Linked DNA regions of Gossypium hirsutum: region 2 is linked to region 1. The links are chromatin contacts, called in public Hi-C maps. All regions are on one chromosome and are shown on one strand. The core of a region is the stretch at or near the end of the contact, and the rest is flanking DNA. Distances in the headings are between cores, read along the strand shown. Region 1 overlaps LOC107896659 (protein NRT1/ PTR FAMILY 4.3). Region 2 holds the start of LOC121208437 (SWI/SNF complex component SNF12 homolog).

Region 1 (5,777 bases), core at 2,045-4,544:
TTTTATCTCAGGTTACATTTTAGTCACTTACGTTATTGCATTGTAACATTTTAGTCACTGAGCCGTTAATTACTGTTAAAGGTGTAAAGGTAAGCTAACGTAGCATGTTAAATAATCATTTCAAACAAAAAATTTTAGGTTAATTTTTACAATTGGTCCTTATACTTTTTTGTATTGAGCAATTTAGTTTTTTTTTCTTTTATATTCTTTAATTTTTCATTCTCTTCTACTTCTCACTCAGTTTTCCTCCCTTCTCCATTTCTTTTAACATTGTTTTTTTTTCTTCCATTTTGCTTTAAGATCCACTACCACCATATATAAGTAATTCGAGTTTTTCTCTTGCATAGGCTTAGGAGAAATGGTGAGGTCAGATAAATAAGTCGAATTCAAGTGCATTATGGTTTCAGTGTACACACCAACAGCCTCGGGAGGGCTTGAGAAGTATGTTACAAATCGTTAGAATTGAGTGACCCGAATCCTTGTTAAAATAAAATATAGTAGTAAAATAAAATAAAAGTAAAATCTATATAGAATTACACTTCTTTTTATTTTAATAAGGTTTTTCAACCTTATTACACTTCATCTATTTGATATTGATTAGAATAAGATGTTTCAACCTTACTATACCCCTTCTATTAGAATATGGTTTTACAAGCCTATAAATAGACATAGTCTCATCTTCTTATAATCATTCGAATTCGACATAGTGAATTATCTTATTTTTTGCCCGTGGTTTTTTTTCCCCAAAAGGGTTTCCTTGTAAAAATCTGTGTTCTTTATTTTTCTTTCTCTTTTCTTTGCGATACATTGTCATTGTCGACGTTATATTTTTTACACAAATAATGATGGGTTTTGCTAACAGTCTTTGCTCTGCAACATATAACTGGATAGAGTTGTATATTTCTCACTTGCTATACATGAGGCCATTAAAATGGTATGTAACTTCCATGTATAACATATATTTGTAATGTTGATAATTTATGCATGATAGCCGGACCCTGAAATAATCACTTGACTTCTTTTATTCGGTTAGGGGTTAGAAAGCATGTACAGCTTGGCACAAAAAAGCATTCAATTGAAACCAATGGCTTCTGTACATAGGTTGATGGGGCTTATAATTGGAATTCTTGGGGAAAATACTGAGGTGACGTGTGGGGATATAATATCAATTTGCATTCTTTGTTAATTCTCCTTTTAATTCCTTAACCTTAAATTAAATTATGCTTTGGGTATTTCTCAGGTTGTATTAGCAGAATGCTTGAAAGGATTTGGTCCTTGGTTAGCCGTCATATTTCCATCTTCATATATATTTTTTTTTTGTTAGTAGTGCAATTTTGGAGCCTTATATGGGGTGCTATTTCAATATATTTTTGTTCTGGCAACTATAAGAGCATATCATGAAATTAAAGCTTGGATTTTCTTGTACATTCTTTTTAGGTATATATCTATATTTTCTTTTAATCAGCACGGTTGCGCATGCCATAGAGTTGTTGACCGCTGGGAGTGACCATGCAAAAATGCTTTTAAATGAAGAGCGTCAGAACTTGGGAAAAAATAAAGGGAGAAGCAGAAGAGAATGAAAAATAAAGAAAAAAAAACTTAAAATAACATAAAAGAAAAAAATTAAATTGCTCAAAACAAAAAAAATGAGATTAATTGTGTAAATTAACCTAAATTTTTTTGTTTAAAATGATGATTTAACGTGCCATGTCAGCATACTATTATACCGTTAACGACAATTAACGGCTCAGTGACTAAAATGTTACAACGTGATAACGTAAATGACCAAAACGTAACATTTCAAACATAAGTGATTAAAATGTAATCTTATATAAACAAAAGTAACTATTTTGATAGTTTACCCAAAAAATACATGAAAAAGATAAAAAGGTAAAAGCACAACTGCAGTGAGCCCACTGCCACTTTGCTGACCACTGAAAAATCCTATTTCAATTGGTGGCAGATGGATTTCATCACATCGCCGGTTTGCAATCCAAACAGCTCCGACCAGTGTGATTACACTGAAAAATCCCCCAAACACATTGAACTGGAGGGAAATGGGCACCAAAAGGAGTCATTAGTCCGCCAACGGTAGAGTTATCTGAGCTAGGTTTGAAGAGTTTTTAGGCATTATTTCTATCCAAATTTAATCTAATTCAAAATATAAATTCGAATTTTGTTCAAAGTTAATCATACATAAAATACAGTAATTCAAGCCGACTCAAACAAAAGTTTAATTTTCTTAATGAAATGCAATTAACAATTTTTATTTTTATTTTTATTTGATAAGGTACAATTTTAATCATAGATAAAAGTTGCCACAATTCTTTTTCCACAAATTTGATAAGCCAACCTCAACACTGCCCCTTAATACAAACATTTTAGAAACACAATTTAGAATTAGACACAAATCTAACTCAAAATGCAGATCAATGCGCAAATTCAACACAATTATTCTTGAAGACATCACAGGCAGATCAATCCATAGCCTAATATTGCACAAAACCGATTCAATATAATTCCTTAAGAACCTTAATACATCATCTTCCAACACAATATTTTATTTATCAAAATTTTGGAAAATAAAATAAAATAAGAAGCAGAATACACAATATAATTCCTTAAGAATCTCATGTCATTGTTTGATGGTTTAGGTTGTTCATTACCTTTAAGTATGGCTTGAGTTTGAGTTACATTAGTTACGTTTGTTATTCGGAATTTATCAAAATTAAATAATTAAAATATTTTTATATAAAAAATCAAATGTTTTATTTTTTTATATAATTAATTGTTTTATAGGGCTGAAGGATTAGACAGGATCCAATATAAATTTCTGCATTAAATTTGTTGAAATAAAATCATAGTCTTACTCAATTCCATCCATCAACAAGTGTTTCAGTCTGGTTCCTAGTCAGTCTCGCAACTAAAACATAATGAAATCTAGTGGGCTTTATGAGGAGACTGATAGTGAAGTATGTTGCAGTGGGGGCCAAGCTCCAACATAAGGACATGTTTGAGACATGTCTCTTAGCATATGGTAAGAAGTGGGTCACTTCTCAAAAAATTTGCTAATGGATGTCTTAGGCCTCCTTTTTCCCCCAGTTGACTTAATCTATTGGAGCTTGATTATGTTGCATATTCATGCATCACAAACAGTAGTTTGACATACCAGCTCTAAAACAAGTGGCCCCCTTAAACCTTCCAGCTAGCTATGTCACCAGTTGCAACTTTCATATTCTTTTCTTGTCATCTAATGGAAACCGAAAGCTGCTCTGAATGACTTGATGAATGGATAAAAGCCGAGCAGTAGGAAGATGCATTGAATCTATGTGAATGGCTCAAGAACAAAGTTGATAGTGATCCATTGGGACCCTTCATTTCTAAAAGGGGCATCTTCTTTTTCCTCCTAAATTTCCCAACTATCAAATAATAAAGCAGTCTATTTATTTTAGCTAATACCTCTGTCTGATATCAAATCTATTATTAGTCAAACAAACGAGATTACACTTGATTTCCAGTTTGCCACTAACAAAAGGTAGCCTGAAATGTTAACTTTTTTCTAAACAACTTGTATAGTTCTTAAAGAGCCTTTTTGCATGGTGTAATAATACTTGTTCATATATAATACAATACTATTAGTGGTAGATAATTGCCATAATGTCCCATGTTTATGGTATATTCTCATCTACTACATCTTTTGAATGTTTGGTCAAGATGTAGTGGTTCAACCCCATCCCATCTGCTTCATTTTGTATGGTGGGTGATGCAGAAGAATTGTGAGAATGCCATCTAGCCCAGAAGAGATAGTTTAGGAAGTTGAGGAAGCTAATGACTGCTAGCAACCAGTAGAAAAGGTCTAGTCTGTCTTTGTTGAGATCGTTGTCGCTAAGCCAACCGCCTTTCGAAGAAGAAGATGTGATCTTATTTACTAGAGAAACCAGTACTGAGCTCAAGTAGAACCCAAATGAGTAAGAACAATAGGTCATTGCCATCAGAAATGCTTGCATCCGTTGCAAGGATTGCTTGTAGAAAAACTCAATTAGGCCAACCGCAGTAAGCATCTCCGATAATCCGAAGATTAAGAACTGTGGGGTGATCCAAAAGATGGATATTATTTCGCCCGAACCCGAAGCCGAGTCCCTTCTCTTCTTCTCCATAAGTGCCGCGGCAATCATCGAAAAGGTTGAGAGAAAAAGACCCGAGCCTATCCTCTGTAGAGGCGAAATTCCGGATTCGTGACCGGTAATCTTCCTGGCAAAAGGGACGAAGAACTTGTCGTATAATGGGACTAGGAAGATGAGTATGATGTAAGGGATCGACTGAAGGGAAGCTGGTGGGATATGGAAAGACTTGGTTAGCTGAGTATCCATTGCACTTCCTTGTTGCACTGAGAATGTTTGTAGTTGAGCCAAAACGGTATTGAAAACAATGGTGCAAGCAAATATAGGAATCACTGAAATCAATATCTTCACTTGCTCCACTTGTGTAACACTGCACAATCTCCATGGACTTTCCTTTGTATTGCTTCCATCTTCAACTTTGATGCACGCCTTGTCTAAGAACCTGAACCTTTGTGTCTGAACCACATTTCCAGATTCAGCTTGGTTTTGATCTCTATTGATCATCAGCTCTGGATTAATTTGTTTCCTCTTTAACATGGCAGCAACAAAAACTTGAGCGATGGGAGTGAAGATGCTTCCTCGAGGAGGCTTGTTTCTGTAATACAATGTCCCGGAAACCACAACGATTAGTCCCATGGCCATGGCGGCGGCCGAAACTCCAAACCCGACATCCATACCGGCATGGGTTTGGATCCATACTAGAACAGTTAGGGCAATGAGTTCACCCATGGAGAAGGCAAAATAGGCAGCATTGAAGTAGGTTGAGAGCTTCTTAGAGTGTGAGGGATTGGTTTGAAGATTGAACTGATCAGCTCCATGAGCAATCATGTTGGGTTTCACACATCCACTTCCTAATGCCACCAAGTAAAGTGCCACAAAGAAAATCAAGGCCTTGAAGCCTTTTGCTTCTTCACACATGTCTCCATCAGTTAACATGTTGCACTTGGCTGGCTTTAGTTGAGGAAGATGAGCTTGGACTGACAGTAATATGAAACCCTATATACGTTTAGAAAGAAACAAATTAATGATGAAATACACAACCATTTTAATTAATACTCTATTTTTTTTAAATCATAAAATTCAGATAGTTTGTAAAAGTTTGTAAAAATGTATAAATTAAATTAAATAAAATTAGTATCTAAGTTTACTGTGATGTCACTCATTAAAAATAAAACAAGTAACTTACTTTAAATGAAAAGATATCATGTGAGTTTATTCTTATAAATGAATAAAGATGAAAAAAAAATGGCACAGTGTTGGCCAAACTTCTACTGCATATGGTACAGTGTTGATAGTATATAATTGTATGCATTCTTGATGGTGAAATGATAAGATATCATTTAAATAATATATTTTAGATGGTGTGTCATAGTCTAATTGACGTGTATAAAATGAAGCATTATCAACAGTAGAAAAAAAAGGGGGGGGGGGGGAAGCTTACAGAAAGCTCCACAAAGCCGAAGAGAATGATGGTCCAGAAGCACCCAAGATGAGAGTCGGAAAGGTAACCACCAAGGAGGGCCAAAAGGAAGATTGTTCCAACAAAGTTTGTCACTATGTTTGCTGACTTTGACAGCGAGAAATGCATCTCGTTTATCAAATATGTTATAAGGTTGTTCCCTACGGCTGCTATTCCCATTATCTCAAATGCTTGTA
Region 2 (5,777 bases), core at 1,742-4,241, 270 kb after region 1:
GTTCAGTTGATACATGATTCAAATCAATGAAAAACCTAGCAAGCCATCGATACCTTCGGAACCGTGATTCATGTTCTTCCTGGAGCCTTACTTCCAGTAGCTGGCTTCTCCAGGGCATCACTTTCCACTAGGTGGCTTTGCATGATTCATATGCTTCCTGGAGCATCACTTCCAGCAGGTGGCTTGCGATTCAGGTAACGGATCACAGCATCTTCAACCCTGTTAGAACCACCAAAAAAGAACTTAATTATGTCTTTCATAGTTTTTCGGAAATTCTATTATCACCTTTATTGTTATCATTAGGTTCTTAGACTGCAAACAGATTTATCTTTCTCAAATACTGCAAGAGTTGTCACGTGTCAATCAAAAGATTTTAAGATTAAGTCTCGAAGCTTAAACAAGATGCAGGCGTGAATGAAGTAAAACTTGATGATCTGCCACCCGCTTGTCTAGTGTTCAGATATGAGCTCTTTTGCAAAGAACAAAAAGTCTCAAGAAATAACAGTACTCACCACTTGGTGATGAGAGGGAAGAATTGGTAAACAGTTTAGACAAGGCACAAGCAAATATGATAGAAGGGTCAATCAAAGACTCAGGTTTCTACCAAATCAATTAGAATTCAAGAATCAAGATAGTATCAGTAGGAATGGCTGCATGTCTGAAGTGATAGGCTAGGCCGCTACAGTTCCTAACTAGAGCTAAATGATACATAACAACAGTACCTGCAAGTCAGTAACAAAACAGAAAAAAACAATGAGCTTACCAAGATTGGTTAAAGAAATCTGATCGCCGCTCTTTTTCAGCACTTCGACTAGGTTCTCCAGCTACCATTTTCAGATCCTGGCTCTGAGACTGAACTAAAGCATTTATAAATTCTACTGGAGATTGACTGAATCCTAGGAAAAATGCACGTCTTCTACAGTGGTCATGAATTTTCCTTATGGTAGCACATATTGCTTCATCACAAGCATCAATCTCTTTGCTCTTCTCTCCATTTGCCAACAGAGCAGACAATTCCCTCTGTATAGGAAAGGGCACGTCAACTAACACATCGTAGCATGCATTTCCAGCAGGACTGTTCCCGGAAAGCTTGATTTTATGCTCCAAATGTATGGGTGGTGGTGGAGACAAATGCTGCGATATCTTCTGTGAAACCATGGTAAATTTCACTCTGTCTTCCCCAAAAACTTTCTGAAGCTGTGCATCACAATTAAAAAAGGACGGATCATATGGGTTCTGAAGTTTTCTAGCCTTCACATAATGCCAAATTGCAGCTAAAATTCTGGGGCGCGTATCAACCTCAATGCCAAGGACTTCCATTAAAGCTGAAGAAAGCTTAAACTTTTCAGGTACATAATTCATTTCCAACCTTATATTCACAGTGAATTCCTTTTCCCCTTTTCTCTTCACCTCAAAACCTTCTTGTGGTGTGGGAGATCGAGCATGTTCCCATATAATGATATGATTATCTGGATATAATCTCTGGTCCAAAGAGATAGTCACTCTTTTGAAGAAAGAAGAAAATTTCGGGTACAAGGGGTTTGTTTTATTAACAAACCCAGGCTGATCTGGATCTATCCCCTCTTCCAAGATCCTCCCAATAATTTTAAGGGTCCACATAGGGGGCTCTGCGTTAGGCTTCTTTGGAATTGTCTGAACCTGATTAGCAAATGTATTGAAAACATATATTCGAAGAGTTTTCTGAACACTAGGAGGGTTTTTAAGTGCTTCTTGGATGTCAACTTTTTTCCGAGCAACCGCAGCGTCAACACGTGTCTCAAGGTCAAGAAGCTGGGTATACAAAGCAGATTCGGGAAGAATTGCAGCCACTCTTTCTTGTAACTGTTTGTCAGGAAGCTTCTGCTTCTTTCTTCGTGCGGCAGGTGTAAGTTCCATCATTCTCAAAGGGGACATTGTGTTTGTCATCGGAACACCAGGAGGACGCATAGGGGGCCTTTGAAAGATCCTCTTCACACTTGCACTGCCAGGAGTAGAAAAGGATGGCGAAGTCGAACCTAAATTACCAATACCAGCATTTTGAGCTTGGTTAAGAGACAAACTTTGAGCTTGAAGTTGTGCTTGGAACTGGGCATGAGCTGCCTGCCCTTGAGCTCGAGCAAGGGCCTGAGCTTTTGACTGAGCCAATGCAAGGGCCTGAGCTTGGGATAGCTGAAACTGAGCTTGAAAACCAGCACTAAGTTGTGCTTGTACTTGTGCTTGTGCTTGTGCTTGTACTTGTACTTGCGAGAATACAGGGTTTGCAGGCATCCCCGCACTACTGAAGGGAGACGAAGACGCCCCAAGGCTCTTGGGGGGATTATTGTTGTTCATGGACATCACAAATCTAGTTCACTTAGGCGAAATATCAAACACCTATCAAGCCTAAAGCATTCAGAACAAAGTAAATCCCGAGCTACCTCAGCAAATTCCCAAAAATAAAAAGCACCAAAATAAGCAAAATTTTCCTTCAAAATCGAACCTTTAGAAGTTGAACCCTAAAGGGTACCTACACCCCCAAAAGGGCCCTAATTTTTGCAAAAGCCACAAAGACATAGAATTCAAACCAAATTTTACCAAAAAAATTGAGGAAATGAAGGGAAAATAAAGATAAAAAGTGCAAGAAACAAAGAACTCCAATTTGACAAAATTAGATAAAGGGGAGAAAGGTGAAAGTAAAAGAGAGGAATTAAGAGGGAACGAACAACGTAACAAATAAAAAGGGAAAAAAAAAACCTTCTGCAATAGTCTTACGAAAGATTGAAGAGATTTGGAAGGTATAAGCTTTTGCGGTTTTGGCTTCTCTTCCAGCAAACCAAGACTTTGAGCTATAGAGAGAGAAAACGAAAAACAGACTTCGCTATCGCTGCCTCGTTTGCTACTCTTCTCTCTCTCTCTATGCCATTTACCAGCAACAAAGCCCCGACCGACCCGTATCCGACGCAAAAGGACCGGGCTTCTTCATTATTATGGATCGGGTTAGTTACCTTTTAATAGTAAACTTCTTAAATTATCGGGTATTTGTATAAGCTCGAATATTCTTTTCAAAACTTAAAAAGGATTTAAATAAAATTATTATACTTGAAAAATACAAAGCTCAAATTTAAACACTAAACTATACTAATATATAATACTATATTCTTTAATCAAATTTTTGACATTTAGTTAGGGTCGAATTTAAGAAAAATTCTCCAATCTATTATTATATATTACTAAAATGCTCCTCTTCTAATATTTTAAAATTATAACTTTTTTTTAGAGGAAAAACAACAATGCGACTAACACGATTCAAATCCAAGTCATACTTGAAGGTCTTTTTATTAAAATAACTCCTCAATTTTAATTAAGTATAAAAATAATTCACTTTTTTAATTAAACACTAAAATGACTTGAAATCTACAGTAAAAGTTGGTGGAACCAAATTATATGGTGCCACCAACTTGCCACATCAGCAGGGAGTATAAAAAATTAATTTTTGGGTGGAGCCATATAGAATGGCTCCACCTGTATAAATACCAAAGAAATACTGAAATTTTTGAAAACATGAGAGGACTTCAAAAAAATTAACCATTTTTCTGATGGAGCCAACTTAAATGGCGCCGCCAGACCATGTAAGTCCTTATTTTTTTTACTTTTTACTTTTTACTTTTTGACTTTTTGACTTTTCTTTTGTCTTTTTGTCTTTATTTATTATTATTAACTTTAAAAATTTTGAAATATATATTTGAAATATTTTATTAATATATATTTTTTAAATTTTACATATATATTTTGAAATTAATTTTTTAAAATTTAAATATTATTTTTAAAATATTTAAATATTTTAAACTTTCAAAGTTGTTATTAGTTTTATAATAATTTAAATATTATTTAATTTATTTTATAATATTTTAAATTATAATTTTTAAATTATTTTTAAAGATATTCAAACCATTTTTTAAATTCTATTTAAAAGTTAAAAATAATATTTTATTTTAAAAAGTGAAATTTGAATTAATAAAAAAATTAAAAAATATTTTTCAGCAGGAGAGTTAAAAAAATATTTTTAAGTCTCCTATTTTTCCAAAACTTGCAGTATTTTTAGAAATTGAAAAATATTTTTTAATTTTTTTATTAATTTAAATTTCACTTTTTAAATAAAATATTATTTTTAACTTTTAAATAGAATTTAAAAATGGTTTGAATATCTTTAAAAATAATTTAAAAATCATAATTTAAAATATTATAAAACAAATTAAATAATATTTAAATTATTATAAAAACTAATAACAAATTTGAAAGTTTAAAATATTTAAATATTTAAAAAATAATATTTAAAATTTAAAAAATTAATTTAAAAATATATATTTAAAATGTAAAAAATATATATTAATAAAATATTTCAAATATATATTTTAAAATTTTTAAAAATAATAATAATAAAATAAATAAATAAATAAAAGATAAAAAAAGTAAAAGTCAAAAAGTAAAAAAAAAAACAAGGACTGACATGGCAGAATCAGGTGGCGCCAGCTCCACCAAAAAAATGGTTAATTTTTTTGAAATCCTCCCATGTTTTCAAAAATTTCAGTATTTTTCTGGTATTTATACATGTGGCACCATTCTACATGGCTCCAACCAAAAATTAATTTTTTATGCTCCCTGCTGACGTGGCAAGTTGGTGGCGCCATATAATTTGGCTCCACCAACTTTTACTGTAGATTTCAGGTCATTTTGGTGTTTAATTAAAAAAGTGGGTCATTTTGGTACTTAATTAAAATTAAGGGGTTATTTTAATAAAAAGGCCCACACTTGAAACAATGAACACTTTGACTATCAGGTCAATGTTTTTTATCCAATCCATAAGAATCAATAGAAAAGGCAAATCCTTTATAATACACTAGATCTGACTCGGTTATTAATAGAGTGATTAAATCTGGCATTGATTCAAAATCGTGGTACAACATGTATTCCCTCCTGTTCTGGTCATGGAATAGATGAAATGAATCAAAAAATGGATTTTTGTTCAAGAATGAAATCTTATTGGAACGGCCCAATTCATCCAATTCGGAACCATCTCACATCCCGAATCTAATGAAATAGGATACGTTGAGATGGTATTTTGTAAATAAGTAATTTTCTTGAATATATTAACTATTTCTTTATTTTTCGATCACTTGAAAGGGAAAAAAGAAATATCTTATTCTTTATTCAACAATTTCTGATCTCTAGTAGACTTCTAAGTAGGGGCCAACACACGAATTTCAAAATTATAATCTTTTAATTTTATAAGATTTTACAACACATATAATTTTATAAATATTTTTATTTTTTATTACATCTTAATTTTATAAAATTTAACATAACATAAAACTTTTTCTTTTTGTAAAATTTGGGTTTCACACCAACGAGGCAGGATTGAGAAAATGATTTCGGGATTTGAATGGGAGTTAGTGGTAATATATTAAATAAGGTTTGGGATGAGGTAAGTTTGGAAATTTATTGAAAATTTGGATTAGGGTTGACAAAAAATTATCCTAACCAGTCACGTTGCACATGCATTCATTCAAGTTTATAAGTTGAAAAAATCCCTAATGGGTGTGTAAGAAAGAGCGAAAGAGAGGGGAGAGGGAGATGATTTCTTTGATAGATGCATGGAACGGCTACCGAATATAATAATTCACCGATTCAGGTCAGTTTCACAAAATGAATAATTCACTTATAAATCTAAATGATAAACCGAATGTAATAATTCACCGATTCAGCTCAGTTTCACAAAATGAATAATTCACTTATAAATC

The links. A called contact is a pair of places that touch in the nucleus more often than the background predicts.
Region 2: a contact with region 1 is called in a Hi-C map of leaf, with 2.0 times the contacts expected there. The contact joins the promoter of LOC121208437 here to the enhancer-like site in region 1. A contact is called at or near these places in 2 of 34 Hi-C or Micro-C datasets (both in leaf).

Annotation. Positions count from the first base shown.
Region 1 is chrA10:93,208,972-93,214,748 of Gossypium_hirsutum_v2.1, forward strand. LOC107896659 (protein NRT1/ PTR FAMILY 4.3) reads right to left here. Exons shown (of 3, transcript XM_016821877.2): 2 at 5,563-5,777; 3 at 3,467-5,117. The coding sequence ends at 3,669. Among protein-coding and RNA genes, the nearest start is that of LOC107896659, 3.7 kb to the right of the region's middle. Within about 2 kb of position 3,295, at least 3 of the 9 cell types and tissues checked have an H3K27ac peak or open chromatin away from gene starts, as enhancers often do. A contact at or near this core is called in leaf, where this site is marked.
Region 2 is chrA10:93,478,785-93,484,561 of Gossypium_hirsutum_v2.1, forward strand. It overlaps LOC121208437 (SWI/SNF complex component SNF12 homolog), which reads right to left and starts at 2,992. Exons shown (of 2, transcript XM_041079035.1): 1 at 764-2,992; 2 at 1-219. The coding sequence starts at 2,337. The coding sequence ends at 147.